2 separate regions of the Oryctolagus cuniculus genome follow, and region 1 is linked to region 2. The links are chromatin contacts, called in public Micro-C maps. All regions are on one chromosome and are shown on one strand. The core of a region is the stretch at or near the end of the contact, and the rest is flanking DNA. Distances in the headings are between cores, read along the strand shown. Region 1 has its middle 500 kb from the start of TNS1. Region 2 has its middle 310 kb from the start of TNS1.

Region 1 (3,406 bases), core at 425-2,924, 190 kb before region 2:
GCAAACTGCAGACACAAAGAGTAGCCACTCTTCAGGAAGACTCAGAGGCTGCAATGTGACCATACACACAGAACCCTCAGCACCATCCCTGGCACATGCAGGGAACACAACAAATATTCAGTGATCATCATGGAGTGCATAAGCCAATAAACACTGAATAATTCAGAGGCACACTATTAATAATTAATATCTCAATGAATCTTATTAAAGAAAAGAAGATAGAAGAGATGAAACTATTTCCCATGGCTCATTATCACCATAACTGTGGATAAGAAGAAAGAAAAATGAAAACCTCAAGAGAAATTATGCATCCACATCCAACACAAGTTTGGAGTTCAGTAGAACTGTGGAGAATTCTGGGATTCTCGGAAGTGGCCCAGGACCAGGAGGAAAAACTTGTGCAGACTCTGACATGCACCGATGTACACTTGCAGGTAAGACACACGCTTCTCTAGTCCTCAGTTCCTTAAACTAAAATGGCCACATAGGACTGGCCACCTTAGCTTTCTGACTTCCAGGTTATGAGATCAAAGCTGACAACATCTGAAGACCATGGAAACCCAGTGCTCCTTGGCAGAAAGTTTGAATAGAGCCCACAGATCAAGCAGGAATCTGAACTAGAGAACTCAGGTGGACACTCTTTCAGCCAAAGACTTGAAGCTTCTAGAAGGAAGGATCAAGATTGGTTTCGGGAGGGACCAGTACAGCAAAGATCTTCCACAGAGAGGAGAGACCATCCCTGGTGAGCAGACTTGAACAGGCATATCCCCCTTTCACCCTCCCCCAACTCGCAGCACAGAGGAGAAGAGACCTCAGCAACGTCTTTCTTCTCCACCTCACATTTTGCAAGCCCCCCAGAGATACCCAAAAAAGCAGTTCAATGTTTTTTCATAAACCTATGAAACAGAATCCTGCTCCCCTTCCCTGGGCTCACAGCAGCCTCCCATTGTGGAGCCCTTATCTCCAAAGCCTCGGGGAGGATGGGCACTGGTGAGTCACAGTCATGCTCCATGTGATTTAGAGTCGTAAATCAAGAGACTGTCTAAGAGAAAATTGCACCAAGCCTTAGGGCAGACGCAGGAGCCCCATGTTTAAACAATCTGGTCTAATCTCCTTGGCGAAGAGACCCTCCTACCCCAGGAAACGGCAGGCAGGACTGCCTTGTGTGCAAGTTTCAACGATATCCATCGCAGTCTGTTTCTAGTCAGGCTCTCAGAGATCACTGTCTCAACCGAGAATCATGTCAGTCCAATTTCCCCCTCTACTATCCAAGGGCAAACAAGAGCCAGCCCTGGCATTGAAGAAAATGTTCTCAAATATATCAAAATCAACTGCAGGGATTTCGTATGTCCCCGGCCACCCTGCGGGGCCTGCCACTCCCAACAGGGAGAGCTCTGTGGCACCAGTGCTGTGACTCACACTTCTTCCTCCAACACAAAGGGACCGTCCCTGAGGCCTCTATTTGCTGGCATACAATTGACAAGAGCTTTGTCAAGTCCAGCTCACATGTGGAGGCATAGGAGGTGAGCCTAGCCCTTGGCTGCCACAAAGAGGAGGAGTCTGCTGGCTCCCAGACACCAGCAGTCTTTTTTAAAAGATTCAGCAGATGCTGGATGGTCTGAGGGGTCAGATGGCTTCTCAGATCACTGGCCTCCAGGGTTCCTGTCTCATTTATACTTCCTGGAAAGTGTCAGGAGCTCATTGCAAATGGGCAGCTGGAAAGAGAGGCTAAGGGCCGTGCGGCCTCAGGGTGCCCAACTCCAGGGTGTCATTGTAGAAAGGTCTGCTCTTGGGGGTTGGTTTCTTTTTAGGTCATTCATCTGCCACTTCCCCTAGGCACCAGCTGGTGAGCATCCAGCCTTTCTGCTGTGACCGTGGCAGCCTTCCTGGCCAGGCCTCCACGTGTCTCCGCTCCCCACCATCAGCCAGCCTTGTTTATACCCAGCTTTATGCAGACCTAATCATTAACCTCCCTAAACTGCGATGTGTTGCTGCTTCTCAAGTGTCTGAGGAGGAACCAAGTTTGGGGAGTTTTGTCCACTGAGAAAACATGAGGATGGGACAGGGGCCAAATTCTGATCTATTGGGAGATCCAGAGGCCAGGCAGTCTGCACGGCATCGGGGTGTGCAAGCAACGGAGGCGAGTTAGAGATGGGAGTCTATCATTTCTCAGCCTTTTGGCTAAGATCATGTGTAGAGATGGAGAACCTGGGCTCAATAGAATGAATACAGTTATCCAGCAAATGAAAGCATTAAACGTTCTACACCCATGATGGGTTCGTCCTGCTAATAAACCTGTGAAATAAGGATTAGGGAGTTTCATGAAATAGGATGAAAAGGGTTCAGAGGTTTGCCCAAGGTCAGACCAAAGAGTGACTGCAGGATCTGATCCATGGCAATGTGCTTCAAAATCCAAAATCTTCATGTTAACACCAATGTGAGTGCTTCCCAGGAAAATCAAAACAGAAAACTGACCTCCCAGGCTCCTACAACAGTCAAAGGATATGTGGTATATAAAGGAAAGTTCTAGATTATGTGGGAGAATGGGTCCATGGTTCTCAACTAGGGATAATTTTGCCCCTCAGGGGACGTATGACAATGTCTGGAGACACTTCAGATTGTCATGGATTGCAGAGCGCAGCCAGAAGTGCTGTAAGACAGTTACTCACAATAAGGAATTATATAGTCCTTAATGCCAACAGGCTGAGGTTTAGAAACCCTGGACTAGGGGCCAGTGCTGTGGTGTAGCGAGTAAAACCACTACCTGCTGGGCCAGCATCCCATGTGGGTGTGGGTTCAAGCCCCAGATGCTCCACTTCTGATCCAGCTCTCTGCTATGGCCTGGGAAAGCAGTGGAAGATGGCCCCAGTCCTTGGGCCTCTGCACTCACTTGGGAGACCTGGAAGAAGTTCCTGGCTCTTGGCTTCAGATTGGCCCAGCACTGACTGGCTGTTTGGGAAGTGAACCATCGGTTGGAAGACCTCTCTCTCTCTCTCTCTCTCTCTCTCTCTCTTTCTGCCTCTGCCTCTCTGAAACTAAATAAATAAATCATTTATAAAAGAAAGAAACCCTGAGCTAGATGAGTTTCGGATCTCTTCAAACTCTTCTTTTCCCTTCTGTGGCGTAGATGAGAGTCAATTCTGTCTTCCAGAGTTTCTCAAAGCAGAGGCAGGAAGGAGACAAGAATGCAATACTCGCATCACTGGGACTCTTTCCAACCCTTATTCATGGGATTGGGAGTTAGCCTAGGAGCTAAGACGCCTGCATCCCGTATCAGAGCACATGAGTTTGGGTTCCGGCTCTACTCCTGATTCCAGCTCCCCGCTAAGTGTGCACCCTGGGAGGTAGCATGTGATCCTTCCAGCAATTGAGTTCCTGTCATCCACATGGGAAACCTGCACTGAAT
Region 2 (3,227 bases), core at 369-2,868:
ACATCATTTGTCAGCACCAGAGATGCCCTTGTCTGGCTCGAGCTGACTCTCCCGGGGAACAGGGGTGCACCCACCACGTGGAGACACCCAGCTGAGCTATCAAGAAATGAGTCAGGCTCCTCATTAGTGCTCACACGAAGTCACCACCCCACCATCCTGCAAGATTTGACTGTTCCGTTCCCCCAGATAACTTGTGAGTGAGGACAGAGCGCCAGTGAGCAACCACGAGAGGTCAAGATCATCTGATCCAACACCTTCATCCTCCTGCTGGGTTCACAAGTCCCAGGAAGGGGAGTGGCTTGCCTGAGACTGCACAGTTGACCAGAGAGTAGCACAAGAGTCCAGGGGAAGGCTGCAGGCATCTGCACTCTGACTTGGGAGAAAACAGAAGCACCAAGTGGTGGATGCAGGATTTCAGCTGGATTCCGGGGGCATCACAAAGGACTGCAATGAACACTGGGGTTAAAAGACCAGTGGGCCCACTGCAGACTCTTGCTTCACCTCTCTGGGTCTCAGTTCTCAACTATAAAACAGAGCAGCCCCTCCACCTCCTGGAAAGGTTTCATGGGGCAGATAGTATGCGTCTTGAAAACTGCAACAACTCAGGATGTGCACAACCCCCTTTTGCCCTTGTCCCCCAGGCTTTGCGCCGGGTGTAGGGGGCCAGCAAGGCAGGGGGCAGGAAGGCACTCTGAACAGATCTGAGGCTCAGGGGCTCTCCCCAGCTAAGGGGGCCCAGAGCACCAGGCTAAATCCGTGTCATTCAAGCAGGGCTCCGGTTGTGTCTAAGCAGCTTTGCTTTTAAAAGATTAGGAGGGCGGTGGAGTGGAAAGAAAAGTTGATGAGGCAGCAAAGTCCTGCCCGCAGAGCCACACTGCCCTCTGCAGGGCACCCAGGAGAAGGCACCTAGGCTGTACAGGGATCCCGGGAACACAGACTGCGCAGGGTCACAGACTCCTGCAGGGCAAGCCCCCTCCTGGCTGAAAGAGAAACAGGGACCACTCCAACCCTCAGCTATCTGCTGTGTCTGTCCTCCCTCCCTCGGTGCCTGATCAAGGTCTTCCTCCCGTCCCCACACCCACACTTGCCAACCTGCACTAGGAGGAACCTGCCCTAGCATCTCTCACCACTCATTCCGAAGCTAGAAATTAGAAGATTCCAGAAAAACAGAGCAGCCCCCCAACTCTGGCCCAACTCCCAGTATTCTCTCTGCTCCTCTCTACACCCCCGTATTCCAGGGCCTGGGAAGAGCTCCTGGACTCAGGGAAGCATGTCCCGCCTGAATCAAGGGGTCAGCCAGGAATTCTGTGACTCCACAAGCATCACACACAGAGGATATGGTGGGGCCAGAGCTTGCACACGACACCATGAGAGTGTCCTCACTGTGCCAGACCTCCACCACCGCCACCCCCCACCCCCACCCCCAAGCTGCCCTCTGTCCTGTCCCTGACCAGGCAGAACAGAGCCAGGGCCCTGCGCCTGGCTGACCGGCCTCCAAGCGTGGGCTCAGGCCACGCTCCCTGTGTGCCCCAGTGCAGCCGGCCCAGCCACGTGACGCCAGTGATTCACACACGCAGACGCCCGACCAGCTTCTCCCTTCGCCCTCTCCCAGGCATCACAAAAGGCACGGAGTCAGCACAGAGCTGCATTGTTCCCAGGGTCAGGAGGGGCTGGAGACTGAGGGGAATTAGGAAGACAGGGAACGGGCTGTAGGGTGGTTTTCCATGCAGCATATGCACCTCGTGCTGGCCAAGCCCACTTCCTGTCCTGGCTCCAACTCTGCAGCTCAAGTTCACGTTGCCCTCCTTTAGAGCCGCCTTTGGTTTGGGTTGCTGGCTTCCTTCATTTTTCCATTCCCTGCAAATGTGCATTTCTTTGAAAAATATGCACGTGCTGGGGTTTGTTTTTTTTTTTTCTTTTCCAAAACACATCAATCTTTAGAAACCATAATATACATTCACAGTCCAGCAAACTTTATCCTTCGGGGGCATGCTTTATACTTTCTCTTCTGCTCCCTAGACCCAACTGAACTCCGCACACACAGACAGGTGAATATGATCAGAGGTCCAAGTGGGCAAGGCTGAAACGGGGCAGGTGCAGGGGTGAGGGAGGCGTGGGGGGTTGTAATTATTGCTAAAAAGGAAAGAGAGGAGGCTGGGAGGGAAAGGGTGAAAAGCTGTGACCAAGACTGGAGCAATCAGGAATTATTATTTCAATTCTTCTGATTCTCTAATCATGAAAATCTTCAGCTCTGGATTGTTGCAAACAAGCTCCTAGTTGATAAACTCTTGAGACTGTATGGGATTTTAGAGGCCATCCTGATCCCCTCTCCAGTGGGCTTTCTTCCAGAGCGGACCCCCTGCAGGCAAGTTCATCTGCCTCACCCCAGAGCAGCCCAACTCAGAAAGTGCTGTGAGGTGGTCAGCATTGTGGCACAGCAGGTTAAGCTGCAGCCTGTGATGCCAGCATCCCACTTGAGGGACTATTCGAGTCCTGGGTGCTAATGTGCCTGGGGAAGCAGCAGAAGATGGCCCAGGTACTTGGGCTCCTGTCAGTCACCCATGTGTGAAACCCAGATGGAGTTCCTGGCTCCTGGCTTCTAGCTGTGGTCTGGCCATTTGGGAAGTGAACCAGCAGATGAAAGATCTCTTTCTCTTTCTGTCTTTCCCTCTCGCTCTGTAACTCTGCATTTCAAATATAAATAAGCAAATCTAGAACGAATGGAGGAAGGGGAGAGAAGAAGAAAGGCAAGGAAGAAAGAGAAAGACAAAGAGAGAGCAACAGCTTTGATTGTCAGATCAAGATCCGTCCCCCAACAATGGCCCCCTTCTCTATCCATGCCCTAAGACTAATCCCATGGCTTGCCTTGACCAAAAGTGGTATCCTGCCATTACTGAGCCTGGGCCTTACAGAGCCCCATGTGCTTCTGCTCTGTCTCTAAACCTTGTCACAGGTATAAGAGCGAGATCAGGATAGGCTGCTGGAGGATGAACACATGCACGGAGCACAGCTGAGTCACTGCAGCTGCAGCCATCTGAGACCACACGGGCCACAGCCCACCTGCCAGCTGACTGCAGATGCGTGAGCAAGCCCCAGGCGGGACTGGCTAAACCTGGCCCAAATTTGCAGACCCGCCCAGCTGAGCCCAGCCTGAACTGCTGGCTGTCAGAAATGCAAGCTAAATCAGTGATTGTTGTTTTTAAGTCACTAAGTTTTTGATGCACCCC

What was found. Hi-C and Micro-C count contacts between places; a contact is called where the count stands out from the background.
Region 1: a Micro-C map of ear pinna shows a contact between it and region 2, with 3 times the contacts expected there. The contact joins two enhancer-like sites. A contact is called at or near these places in 2 of 6 Hi-C or Micro-C datasets (ear pinna and an unstated tissue).

Annotation. Positions count from the first base shown.
Region 1 is chr3:21,745,084-21,748,489 of mOryCun1.1, reverse strand. No RefSeq gene overlaps it. Among named protein-coding and RNA genes, the nearest start is that of TNS1, 500 kb to the right of the region's middle. Within about 2 kb of position 1,674, at least 1 of the 8 cell types and tissues checked has an H3K27ac peak or open chromatin away from gene starts, as enhancers often do. A contact at or near this core is called in ear pinna, where this site is marked.
Region 2 is chr3:21,551,297-21,554,523 of mOryCun1.1, reverse strand. No RefSeq gene overlaps it. Among named protein-coding and RNA genes, the nearest start is that of TNS1, 310 kb to the right of the region's middle. Within about 2 kb of position 1,618, at least 1 of the 8 cell types and tissues checked has an H3K27ac peak or open chromatin away from gene starts, as enhancers often do. A contact at or near this core is called in ear pinna, where this site is marked.